Regions from separate parts of the Sus scrofa genome. Here region 2 is linked to region 1. A link is a contact called in public Hi-C data. All regions are on one chromosome and are shown on one strand. Each heading gives the region's core, a stretch centred on a gene start, on an enhancer-like site or on the middle of the called end of the contact. The rest is flanking DNA. Distances are from core to core; before and after follow the strand shown. Region 1 overlaps SPEN (msx2-interacting protein). Region 2 overlaps CLCNKA (chloride channel protein ClC-Kb).

What was found. A called contact is a pair of places that touch in the nucleus more often than the background predicts.
Region 2: a contact with region 1 is called in a Hi-C map of embryonic fibroblasts, with 3 times the contacts expected there. The contact joins two enhancer-like sites. A contact is called at or near these places in 4 of 47 Hi-C or Micro-C datasets (embryonic fibroblasts and fetal heart ventricle) and 1 of 2 datasets of contacts at active chromatin or transcription factors (skeletal muscle).

Annotation. Positions count from the first base shown.
Region 1 is chr6:75,104,080-75,109,340 of Sscrofa11.1, forward strand. It overlaps SPEN (msx2-interacting protein), which reads left to right. Exons shown (of 16, transcript XM_021095393.1): 13 at 416-916; 14 at 1,072-1,266; 15 at 1,607-1,765; 16 at 2,180-3,389. The coding sequence ends at 2,311. ZBTB17 (zinc finger and BTB domain-containing protein 17) reads right to left here. Exons shown (of 16, transcript XM_021095398.1): 15 at 5,118-5,207; 16 at 4,649-5,041. The coding sequence ends at 4,758. Among named protein-coding and RNA genes, the nearest start is that of ZBTB17, 37 kb to the right of the region's middle. Within about 2 kb of position 1,977, at least 3 of the 83 cell types and tissues checked have an H3K27ac peak or open chromatin away from gene starts, as enhancers often do.
Region 2 is chr6:75,180,832-75,186,092 of Sscrofa11.1, forward strand. It overlaps CLCNKA (chloride channel protein ClC-Kb), which reads left to right. Exons shown (of 19, transcript XM_021095408.1): 4 at 451-579; 5 at 1,186-1,325; 6 at 1,685-1,762; 7 at 1,864-1,942; 8 at 2,410-2,535; 9 at 2,896-2,980; 10 at 3,083-3,184; 11 at 3,797-3,881; 12 at 4,165-4,338; 13 at 5,038-5,107. Among named protein-coding and RNA genes, the nearest start is that of CLCNKA, 4.5 kb to the left of the region's middle. Within about 2 kb of position 1,985, at least 26 of the 83 cell types and tissues checked have an H3K27ac peak or open chromatin away from gene starts, as enhancers often do.

The DNA.
Region 1 (5,261 bases), core at 727-3,226:
ATCTGGCTTCCGGTCCAGATAGTGGGGGAGGTGCCAGCAAGGTCCCTGACGTGTGTTGTTCTTGTGGATTTAAAGAGGAGCGTTCTCAGTGTGGGGCTGAAGGGATCAGATCACAGCTTGGAGAACCCAGGGAGTGGGTAGAGTGCTGGCTTTTGCCTGCATGGGTGAGAAGGCAGGGAAGAGGTGACCATTTTGGGGGACAGGACTGGGGAGAGGTGATCTCTTACCAGAATCCTCAATCCTGAATGCCCATGGGCACACCCATCATGTTAAAGCTCCTTCTGGGGGGCCTGGCGACAGGAGATGGCCCTGCAGCTGACCGGCCCAGGGGCCCATGGCTGGTCGGTTGGGGGCAAGATGTTGTTTGTGCATAACAGGCTCTGACTCCGACCCTTTCTCTCCCCCCACCCCCCAGGGTGCCCCTCCTGAAGGCGAGCCCTTACAGCCCACTCAGCCTGCGCAGTCTTCCCAGCCTCTCCAGCCTGTGCAGTCTGTCCAGCCTGCCCAGCCCACTCAGCCCGCCCAGCTCAGCCAGCCAGGCCAGCCACCAAGCAGCAAGATGCCTCCAGTCTCCCAGGAGGCCAAGGGGACCCAGACAGGAGTAGAACAGCCGCGCCTCCCCAGTGTACCTGCAAGCAGGCCAGCTGAGCCCCATGGCCAGGTCCAGAGGGCGCAGGCGGAAACAAGCCAGACCTCCTATCCCTCCCCTGTGTCTGTCTCCATGAAGCCTGACCTCCCGGCCCCTCTCCCCACTCAGGCTGCCCCAAAGCAGCCACTGTTTGTCCCCACAACCTCAGGCCCCAGCACCCCTCCAGGACTGGCTCTGCCACATACTGAAGCCCAGGCAGCCCCCAAACAAGATTCCTCTCCGCACTTGACTTCCCAGAGGCCCGTGGATATGGTCCAGCTTCTGAAGGTAAGCCTGGGGAGAGGGGGCTCCCCTACCACCCTCCAGGCTCTTGTGCTTGTTTGGTGTCCTAAGATCCCTGCTTGACTGCTGCCTAGGGCCGTGGCCAGCATGGCTCTGTTCTCCAGCCTTGAGCTCACTTGTCTTTGTTTCCTTATGAGCAGAAGTACCCCATCGTGTGGCAGGGCCTGCTGGCCCTCAAGAACGACACAGCTGCTGTGCAGCTCCACTTCGTCTCTGGCAACAATGTCCTGGCCCACCGTTCCCTGCCCCTCTCTGAAGGCGGGCCCCCTCTGAGGATCGCCCAGCGGATGCGGCTGGAGGCCTCACAGCTGGAGGGGGTTGCCCGAAGGATGACGGTAAGACTCGGGGCCCAGGTGAGCAGCTGCCCCACCCACCGGGAGGAAAGGCATGGGTGGCCCCACTGCCTGTGTCTCGGGCTTGCCATGGGGCAAGGTCGTGGCATTCTCGGAGTGGGTGATGAAGAGCATGTTCTGTCTCCACTGGGGATGTCACGTGCCCCTAGACCCAGAGATGAGGCTTTTTTCATTCAACAAACAGAGGGATGGGCTTCAAGGTCATCTCAGAAGTGGGGGCTTTTGTGGATCTAGGGGTCAAATCCCTCTGTCGGAAGGGCCTCTTCTGGGGCTGCTGTTTTGTGAGATGAGTCCTGATCACTGCCGGCTGCCTCTTCCTCAGGTGGAGACAGATTACTGTCTGCTGCTGGCTCTGCCCTGTGGCCGTGACCAAGAAGACGTTGTGAGCCAGACTGAGTCCCTCAAGGCTGCCTTCATCACGTATCTGCAGGCCAAGCAGGCGGCAGGGATCATCAACGTTCCCAACCCTGGCTCCAATCAGGTCAGCCCGGGGTCCTTCCTCGGCAAACACACACGTCTCATCTGGTGACGTATGGCTGCCAGTGCCAGCTAGAGGAGTCCAGGGAAGTTTCCCAGAGGAGGTGGACAAAGGGACAGGCGGAGTGCATGGGTGGGTCTGCCACTGCCCACCCTGGAGTCACGCAGTGGCCAGCCAGACAGCAGAGGTTTTTCTTTAGCTTAACAATATAGAAGAGGTGTGCAGCGGTTCGTTTTCACTGGGTTTTCTTCTGGCAACGTCTCAGAGGCACTGGCTGGTTGGGAGATTGACTCAACCTGGCTCTGTGTTGGGCCTTTAGGGCCCCCAGTTGGAAATGTTTAAGGGAAGAAGGGTAGTGTGTGTGTGAGGGGGTGAGGTGAAGATGGGGTCCCATTTTTCTCTTGTCCCCTTTTCCAGCCCGCCTACGTGCTCCAGATCTTCCCGCCCTGCGAGTTCTCTGAGAGTCACCTGTCCCGTCTGGCCCCCGACCTCCTGGCCAGCATCTCCAACATCTCTCCCCACCTCATGATTGTCATCGCCTCTGTGTGAGCCACTGAATGGTCGCCACGCGGTATATCTTCCTGAGGCTCTGCAGCAAAAAATAAACACAGGACAACCCAGCCAAGTGGAGGAAGAAGCTGCCGAGGGGGACAGACTCCACTGCCTGACGGCCAGCCTCGCCCTCCTGCCCGCCCGCCCGCCCGCCCGCCCTCCCGGCTCAGTCGGACAGACCCCTCTGGGCAGTGGTGCTGCTACTTGTATGTTTACATGACATTTAGCCCAAGGACAGACCACCAACCGATGGACTTGCAGACACCTTGAGGCTGGGTTTCTCTTTTTGGAGAAAAGGAACAGGGCAGTGGAATTAATTTTTTTGTTGTTTTTGTTTTTAAGAAACAAAACAGAACTGCCTTTGCACTAAATTAGTGACTTGGACTTTTGCACAGTGAAGACAGGCTGTGACACTCTGGATGTCTTGGTGTATGTAAACACACATCGCAGACTCTCACGCAGGACTTTGTGAACTCTGCTGAAATCTTGGGGTCAAGGAACATTTCATTGGGTTGTTTCGTCCCCACTCCTTCCCTTCCCTTCCCCTTGCTCATTTGGATGTGTCACCTTTCTTAATTCTCCTGCTGCCACCATCTTTGATTCACCCAGGATGTACAGTTTACAATCAAAAAAGAGCAAACGGAAGGATTTTCTTTCTTGGTGGAATATACAGAACTTGGGATGTGTGTATATATAAATATATAATATATATAAATATATATAATACTAAAAAAAAAAAATCAAATTCCCCGACATACATTTTTTTTAATCTGTGCCAAAAATGTGTTTTCAGAGAAGATCTTATTTTCATACTCAGACTTTGTATTGTCACTCATTTGTATAAGTGCGCTTCGTTACAGCACGGGCCCTGCCCCCGCAATTTGGAAGTGTCACACACACACACACACACACACACACACAAGACTGTACAAAAAGACTGGCTTCCCTTCCTATGACCTTGACCTCTCCCCCAACTTCCTAACACTTATTAATTTATGAAACTTTTTCTCAGCGCAGTTTTGTTTTGTGTGTCCATTGGATTACAAACTTTATTAAAAAATACAAAACACGTCAAGTGTGGATGTGATTGTCACTTGGATGGGAGAACCAAGGGTCCTTGGCTCATGGGAACAGCTAGTCCTTATCCCACTCCCACCAAACCTACATGGGACCTATTGCCTTTCTGCCACAAATCTTCCCCAAAGATAATTTTATCTTGTACGCAAGTTTTTCATTTTTTGAACCATTTTTCAGTGCTGTGGTGTAAATTGGACACTTCGAATTCCCCAATTGGTTCCTGGGTAAACATCAAAGGCACTTCAGATTTAGATAAAGAATAAAGCCACCTCCCACTCAAATTCAGAAACAGCGTAAGTGGGCTTTGGGGTCCTGTCTCTTGCCCCTGCCTCCTCCAGGTGTGCTGCAGGCTGGCCCTGCAGCGGCAGAGGCACAGCCTGGCCTCTCCCTGCTCCGGAGAGAATGGGATAAGTGGGCCAAGCTTCCCCTGCGGCTGGGGAGGTGGGCGTAGGGGGACGGAGACACAAGGCCCGGAAGGTTGGTCTCACTTGCAGGATCCCTGGGGCTCCTCCAAACAGACCTATGTACGCTGTGCACGGAGATGGTACCGTCTGCAAGGGAGGGAGTCCAGCTGCTGGAGGCGAGCTGCGTGGAAAAGCAGCCGCAACGGCAGCTTGCGTCTCCTTACTGACAGGAGTGAAAGTGAGCTGCGTTACTGTCCTGATGGCTGATTCCAAGCAAGTAAGTGTCCCCAGAAGATGACACCGGCTTGGCCGTGATCTTCGGGCCAAGATAACTGCGAAGTGGGTGTGGAGCTCTCCCACTTTCCTAAGCCCACCAGAAGCAGGCTTGTGGCCTGCTGGCTCTGGTGCTGTGCCTATCCTGCTACTCTGACTGCACGGGCCCCTGTGCTGGGCTCTGTATGGGTGGCCTGGATCCTGTGGTGACGCTCTGCGGGCCCAGCTCTCAGTCCCTGGGCAGAGGGAGCAAGGTCACAGCTGTGCTCCACGACAGAGAGACGGAGAGGGGAGGTCCGGTCCCCAGGCCGAGCGGACGGGAAGCCTCACGAGGAGAGCAGGTGAGGGGATGGGGCTCATGGAGCCGAGCTTCTCTGGCCTTGAGCGTGCTGCCCCGGCTCCGACTCCTCAGGCAAAGCATCCTAGACAGCTCCCGGGTCTCCAGGCCCACTCTGCAAAGGGACAGCCGGGCCTTCCCAAGAAGCGGGTCTCTGCCAGCTGGTCCCTGGGTGGAGCAACCCTTTCCGTGGCACCAGCCACAGCTGCCAGCTCCCCACCAAACCCCCCAGGGAGCTGTAGGCAGCATTAGAAAATAATCAAATTTATTCTCTCTACGGAACAGGGCCACCCCTCTCAGTTCTAGGGTGCCATCCATCCTTAAATAAACAGTCAGGAGGAGGGGTGCCTGCTCACTCAGCAGGCGGTGGACATTCAGGGGCTGTGGGGGGTGTCTCTGCCAGGGCAGGCTGCCCATCAGCCCCGTCCCGAGGGCGGAAGACCAGCTCCCCAGCCTGCAGCACCTGCCCGGCCGGCCACGTGCTGCCGGGCCCGTACTGCTGGTAGAAGTCCGCGTCCGTCTGGAACATGACCAGTGCCTGGGCGGTGTGGATGCGCACGTGCTGGGCCAGGCTGTTGGCATCCAGGAACTTATCCCCACAGGAGTCACAGGCGTAGAGGATGTGGGTGTTGGGATCTGTGGGAGTGGGGTTGCAGTCAGAACAGGAAGGGCCCCAGGCCCACCAGCTTTCCCGGCAGGGAGCCCCTCTCACCTTCTTCCTGCACTTGCTTCACAGCTTTGCTGATCTCGGCTTTAAGTACTTCTGTCTCATCGGCGGTCACGGCGGCCCCCACGGGCACCACTGTGGGCAGAATCGCAGGGCCTGAAGTCAAAGTCACCTGCTCCTCTGCCACCC
Region 2 (5,261 bases), core at 735-3,234, 77 kb after region 1:
TCTCTCAGCTCAGTATCTTTGGGGGAGGGCACTGGTCTAGAACTTTCTCCATGCTTCAGCCGGCTCCTTCCACCCTGAGGTCTCCCTGGAAGAGGGGGCATGGGGCAGGATGGGTCTAAGAGCCCTTCTCTGGGAAGCTCCCTCAGGTCTCATCACAAGGACCTGCTTAGGTACCAGGCATCACCTGAGGAGGCACTTTCTCACAATGACTCTGGGAGGGAGGTACCATCACTGGCCCATTTGACAGACACAGAGATATTGAGTCACTCGCCAATAGGTCACACAGCTGGGATATGGGTGGATCCAAGCATCTATTCTTGCCTCCTCCTGGAAACCTGCCACTCACAGGGTGGCCCTGGGCCTCTCCAAGCCTCTCTCTCCTGGGCAGTAAGTGGGCGCTTGAGGGCTGCAGGGCCTGTGGATGACTTCCTGACTCCAGGCTGTTCCCAGCACACATGTGGCTGTACCGGGAGATTGGGGACAGCCACCTACTCCGGTATCTCTCCTGGACCGTGTACCCCGTGGCTCTGGTCTCCTTCTCCTCGGGCTTTTCCCAGAGCATCACGCCTTTCTCTGGAGGTGAGCCCACTCACCACGCCGTCTGCCTGTGTGACTTGCCCCGTATGCCCCTGGGTCAAAGCCTTTTCGTATGCCCCGGGGCTCCTGAGGGGGGACGCAGGCAGCAGTGACCCTGCTTCACAGCCAGAGAAGCCAGGCTCAGAGGAGCCATGTCATCTGCCCAAAGCCACACGGTGAGAAGGCCAGGTCTTGCCTCTTGGGTCACTGCTGGCTCTGCTCCTTTTCTGAGGGCTCCTCTGGGCCAGTGCCAGGGCTCCCCAGGGAGGGGCACACAGAGGGGCACGTGTCTCCCAGGGCCCAACTCTGCCTTCAGCTCCAGGCTAGCAGAGGGGAGGTGCAGGGGTGTCCAGGTGGCCTGAGATTCTCTCCTAGGTCCCCCCATCCCACCACAGCTGTCTGCCAGGCCCAGCTGGAAGAAGGTGGGCAATTCCCATTCCCTCTCTGAACCTCAGCTTCCTCATCTGTAAAATGGGTTCACAAATCCTACCTCAGAGGGTTTAGGGGTCCTGACAAGATCATGCTGCAAAACCCTGTTCAGGGAATGCTCGAAGGGTTGATCTAGAACTTGTCCTTCCCCTTGTCCCCTGACCATCTTTCCCTGCCAAGGTTCTGGAATTCCAGAGCTGAAGACCATCCTGTCGGGCGTGGTCTTGGAGGACTACCTGGATATCAAGAACTTCGGGGCCAAGGTGGTGGGCCTCACCTGCACCCTGGCCGCAGGCAGCACCATCTTCCTGGGCAAAGTGGTATGGGCAGTGTGAGAGCTCCCTATCCCACCCCACCCTGCCTGCTGTTTCCCCATCACCCCTCCAAAGCAGGGTTAGTGGGACTCGGGCCATGCCTGCCTTTGTGGGGGGCTCAGTCATGGGGAGGAGGCAAGATACCTCCCCAGCAGTGAGACAAGTGAGCTGGGGAGATGGGGTGAGGGGTGGGCAGCCACACTGTCTCTGAATGAGGTTTCCTCTGCCTCCCAACCCTGGGCCCCAGGGGGAAGGGGAGAGGAGGAGAAGGAGGGGGAGGAGAGGGAGGAGGGGGAGGGGGAGGAAGGGCTCCATATCTCCCCAAGGGGTGACCCTGTGCCCTGTGCCCACACCTCCCCTGTCAGGGCCCCTTCGTGCACCTGTCCGTGATGATCGCTGCCTACCTGGGCCGCGTGCGCACCAAAACCATTGGGGAGTCGGAGGTAAGGGGCTCAGGCCTCCCGCGCCCCACCCCCCACCCTGGAGGAATGAGACGAAGGGGAAGGCGGGGGTTGGCTCTGAGCCGAAACTCCGATCCCTCCAGAACAAGATCAAGCAAAATGAAATGCTGGCGGCGGCGGCGGCGGTGGGCGTGGCCACAGTGTTCTCGGCGCCCTTCAGCGGTGAGTCCCCCGCGCCCGCCGCCAGGCGGGGTCCCGAGGAGGGGGGCTAATCCGGTCTTGGTCCTTAATGTCAGTCTTTCCGGAAGGGCAGAGCCGCCCCGGGGTGGCGGTGGGGGTGGGGGTCCCAATGCTTCGCGGTTACATTAAACAGACGCCCCTGTGTAACCCCGGGCTGGTGAGTTCAGCTCTCAGAACTCCTCTCCTCATCGGTGACATGGGAATTGTGATCGTCCCCATCCCACAGGCTGTTGTGAGGATCGAGGTGGCCGGGGAGAGCGCTCACAGGCGTGTGCCCTGGGCAGGTGGCGCCCGCCCGCCCTCCCCTCCCCGCCCTCGCTTCAGCTCACGACGGAGGAGAAGGGGTGGCCCTGTCTGCTGGGTCTCTAAGCGAGCAGGACGCGCGGGGTCGGGGCGCCCGGATGGATGCGGGGGGGGGGGGGGCTGTCTGAGCTCAGTGTCGCCCCCAGGCGTCCTGTTCAGCCTGGAGGTCATGTCCTCCCACTTCTCCGTCTGGGATTACTGGAGGGGCTTCTTCGCGGCCACCTGTGGGGCCTTCATGTTCCGCCTCCTGGCGGTTTTCAACAGCGAGCAGGGTGAGCCGCGCCCGGCCCTCCCTCCTGCCCCCCTTCTCCCTCCCGTCTTTTCCTCTCTCTTCCCTCTTCTTCCTCTCCACCCCCTCCTTCTAGGCATGTGGAAAGGAACTGACCTGTATCGGGCATAAGGGATGGGAGCCTTGGGGATAGAAGCGGTCCAGCTGTTCAGGAGGGAGACCCAGGGAGACCCAGGGAGGCCCAGGTAGACCCAGCCAAGCTCAGGGAGGCCCAGGAACGCCAGGACAAGGAGATTCTGGAGCAGACTTGGCACCACCTCCACCCCTGCCTGTTCATTTGAATCCTGGGGCTTAACTGGGGTACGAGAGTGGTCCCTCATCCCTCCTGCCCCTCCTTCCCCAGAGACGATCACCCCCCTCTACCAGACCAGTTTCCGGGTGGATGTCCCCTTCGACCTGCCAGAAATCTTCTTTTTTGTGGCGCTGGGGTGAGTGGGTGCCTCGGGGGACTCCCCTAGCCCGAACTGCTGCCCTTGGTTCTGGAGGGGATCAGGGGGCTGTGGACTCACCTCCCCTCTGCACTCCCCCAGAGCCATCTGTGGCATCGTGAGCTGTGCCTACCTCTTCTGTCAGCGAACGTTCCTCGGTTTCCTTAAAACCAATCGGTTCCTCTCCAAACTGCTGGCCACCAGGTCTGGATAGGGGCTGGGGGCCCCTCAGGGAGATCCTTCCCCCCCAGAGTCAGCCTCCTGAGCCCACAACTGCCTTATATAGAGAGCTGCACCCCCGACTGTATCCCCATCCTCCTACTGAGCCCCCAACCTCCGCACCCACATTCACTTAATGGAGCTCCCATCCCCTCCCTCACACGCCTCTCCGTGTGCCCAGTTTCCTGGGCTACCAACCGCCCCCTCTCCTGAGTCCTCACTCCCTCACTAACCTCCTGCCCCCTCACTGAACCCCCAGTTCACCCAGCCCCCTTTACTGAGCCCCCTAACCTCCCAATCTTCTCTGCCCCCTGGCCTTGGCATTTCAGAGCCCTCTTCTGCCCCGGCTGCTGCACTGGCCCCACCTGCCTGGCTGGGCAGCCCACCTGTCCCCACCTTTCCCATCAGCTCCACCCCTTGTTCCCCAGCAGTGTGGGGCCCTTGGCCGCGCGTCGTCCCTGCTCTGGTCCTTCCTCCTCCTGCTCAGGCCTCAGCGTCAGCCCCAGGGTGGTGGGACCCACTCTTGCTTCCCTCTCCCTGGGGTGGGGGAAGCGGAGGGCCCATCCTGGAGCTGACTCCCCCACCCCGCTTCCACAGCAAGCCTCTGTATTCCGCTCTGGCAGCCTTGGTCCTCGCCTCCATCACCTACCCCCCTGGCGTGGGCCGCTTCATAGCTTCTCGGGTAAGGGGTGCTGAGCTGGGGCGGCCGGAAGGGGGAATGCCCAGTCCTTGTCCACTTTGGGACCATCGTCGTCTTCCGTCATGCCCAGGATACCTATAAGGGGATGGCTTGTGACATTTTACCAATGAGGCATTTGCAGCTGCATGAGGGGCAGAGCCCTTCCCAGGGTCTCCCCGCAACCCAAAGTGGCTGGGAAGGGTTTGAGGCAGGGTCCGGCAGCGAGGGGGTGGCAGGGAACTGCTGCCCAGCCCTCACGCAGAACTCTGCCCTGGCCCCACCCCAGCTGTCCATGAGGGAGCACCTGAACTCACTGTTCGACGACAACTCGTGGGCGCTGATGACCCGGAACGCGTCCCCAGCCTGGCCTGCAGAGCCCGACCCCCAGAACCTGTGGTTTGAATGGTACCACCCACCGTTCACCGTTTTGGGGACCCTCTCCTTCTTCCTGATTATGAAGGTGGGCACCTTGGGGCCCTCTGGGGTGTGCACAGAGCCGAGACCAGCCGTGGGTGGGGCAAGGGCATGTCCCCAGGGATTGTCGCACCTGCCTCTGTCCTCTGCCACTGTGTGGTCCTGAGCAAGTTGCATCAGCTCTCTCTGAGCCTCAGTTTCCTCATCTTTCAAATGGGGTAGGAGTTCCCGTCATGGCTCAGCAGAAGTGAACCTGACTAGCATCCATGAGGACGCAGGTTCGATCCCTGGCCTCGCTCAATGGGTTAAGAATCCAGTGTTGCCGTGAGCTGTGTTGTAGGTTGCAGATATGGCTCGGATCCCACATTGCTGTGGCTGTGGTGTAGGCTGGCTACACCTCAGATTCGACCCCTTGCCTGGGAACTTCCATATGACTCAGGGGGCGGCCCCAAACAGACCACAACAACAAAAAGATAAAATGGGGTAGTTACTGTGCCTACATCCAAGGTAGGTTGAGAGGGAAGAAAGGAAAGTCCCAGGCACGGTGCCAGGCACACAATAGGCACTTTGTTAAGGTGAGGTTCCTTCCCCAGGTCATGCCTTCCCTCCCACCAGATGGAATGGGCATGTGCCCGGACACCCTCCTTCTCCCTGGGAACCCTCCTGTCCCCTGTCCCATCCCTTTCTTGCCCACTCTTGTCTGGCTGCCTCTAACTTCCGTGCTCTGGGTTCCCACCACCCACAGTTCTGGATGCTGATTCTGGCCACCACAATCCCCATTCCTGCCGGGTACTTCATGCCCATATTTATCTTCGGTGAGTCTGGGGTCTTGAGATCTGAGAGGTTCAGGGTTACTGGGACAGGGCCATGGCTCCTGGTCTACCCCCTATCCCAGGGTGGTACTGAAGTTGGTCCCCCATGACAGAGGGCTATGGGGACCTGGTCAGCCCAGCTTCCTGTCCTCACCCT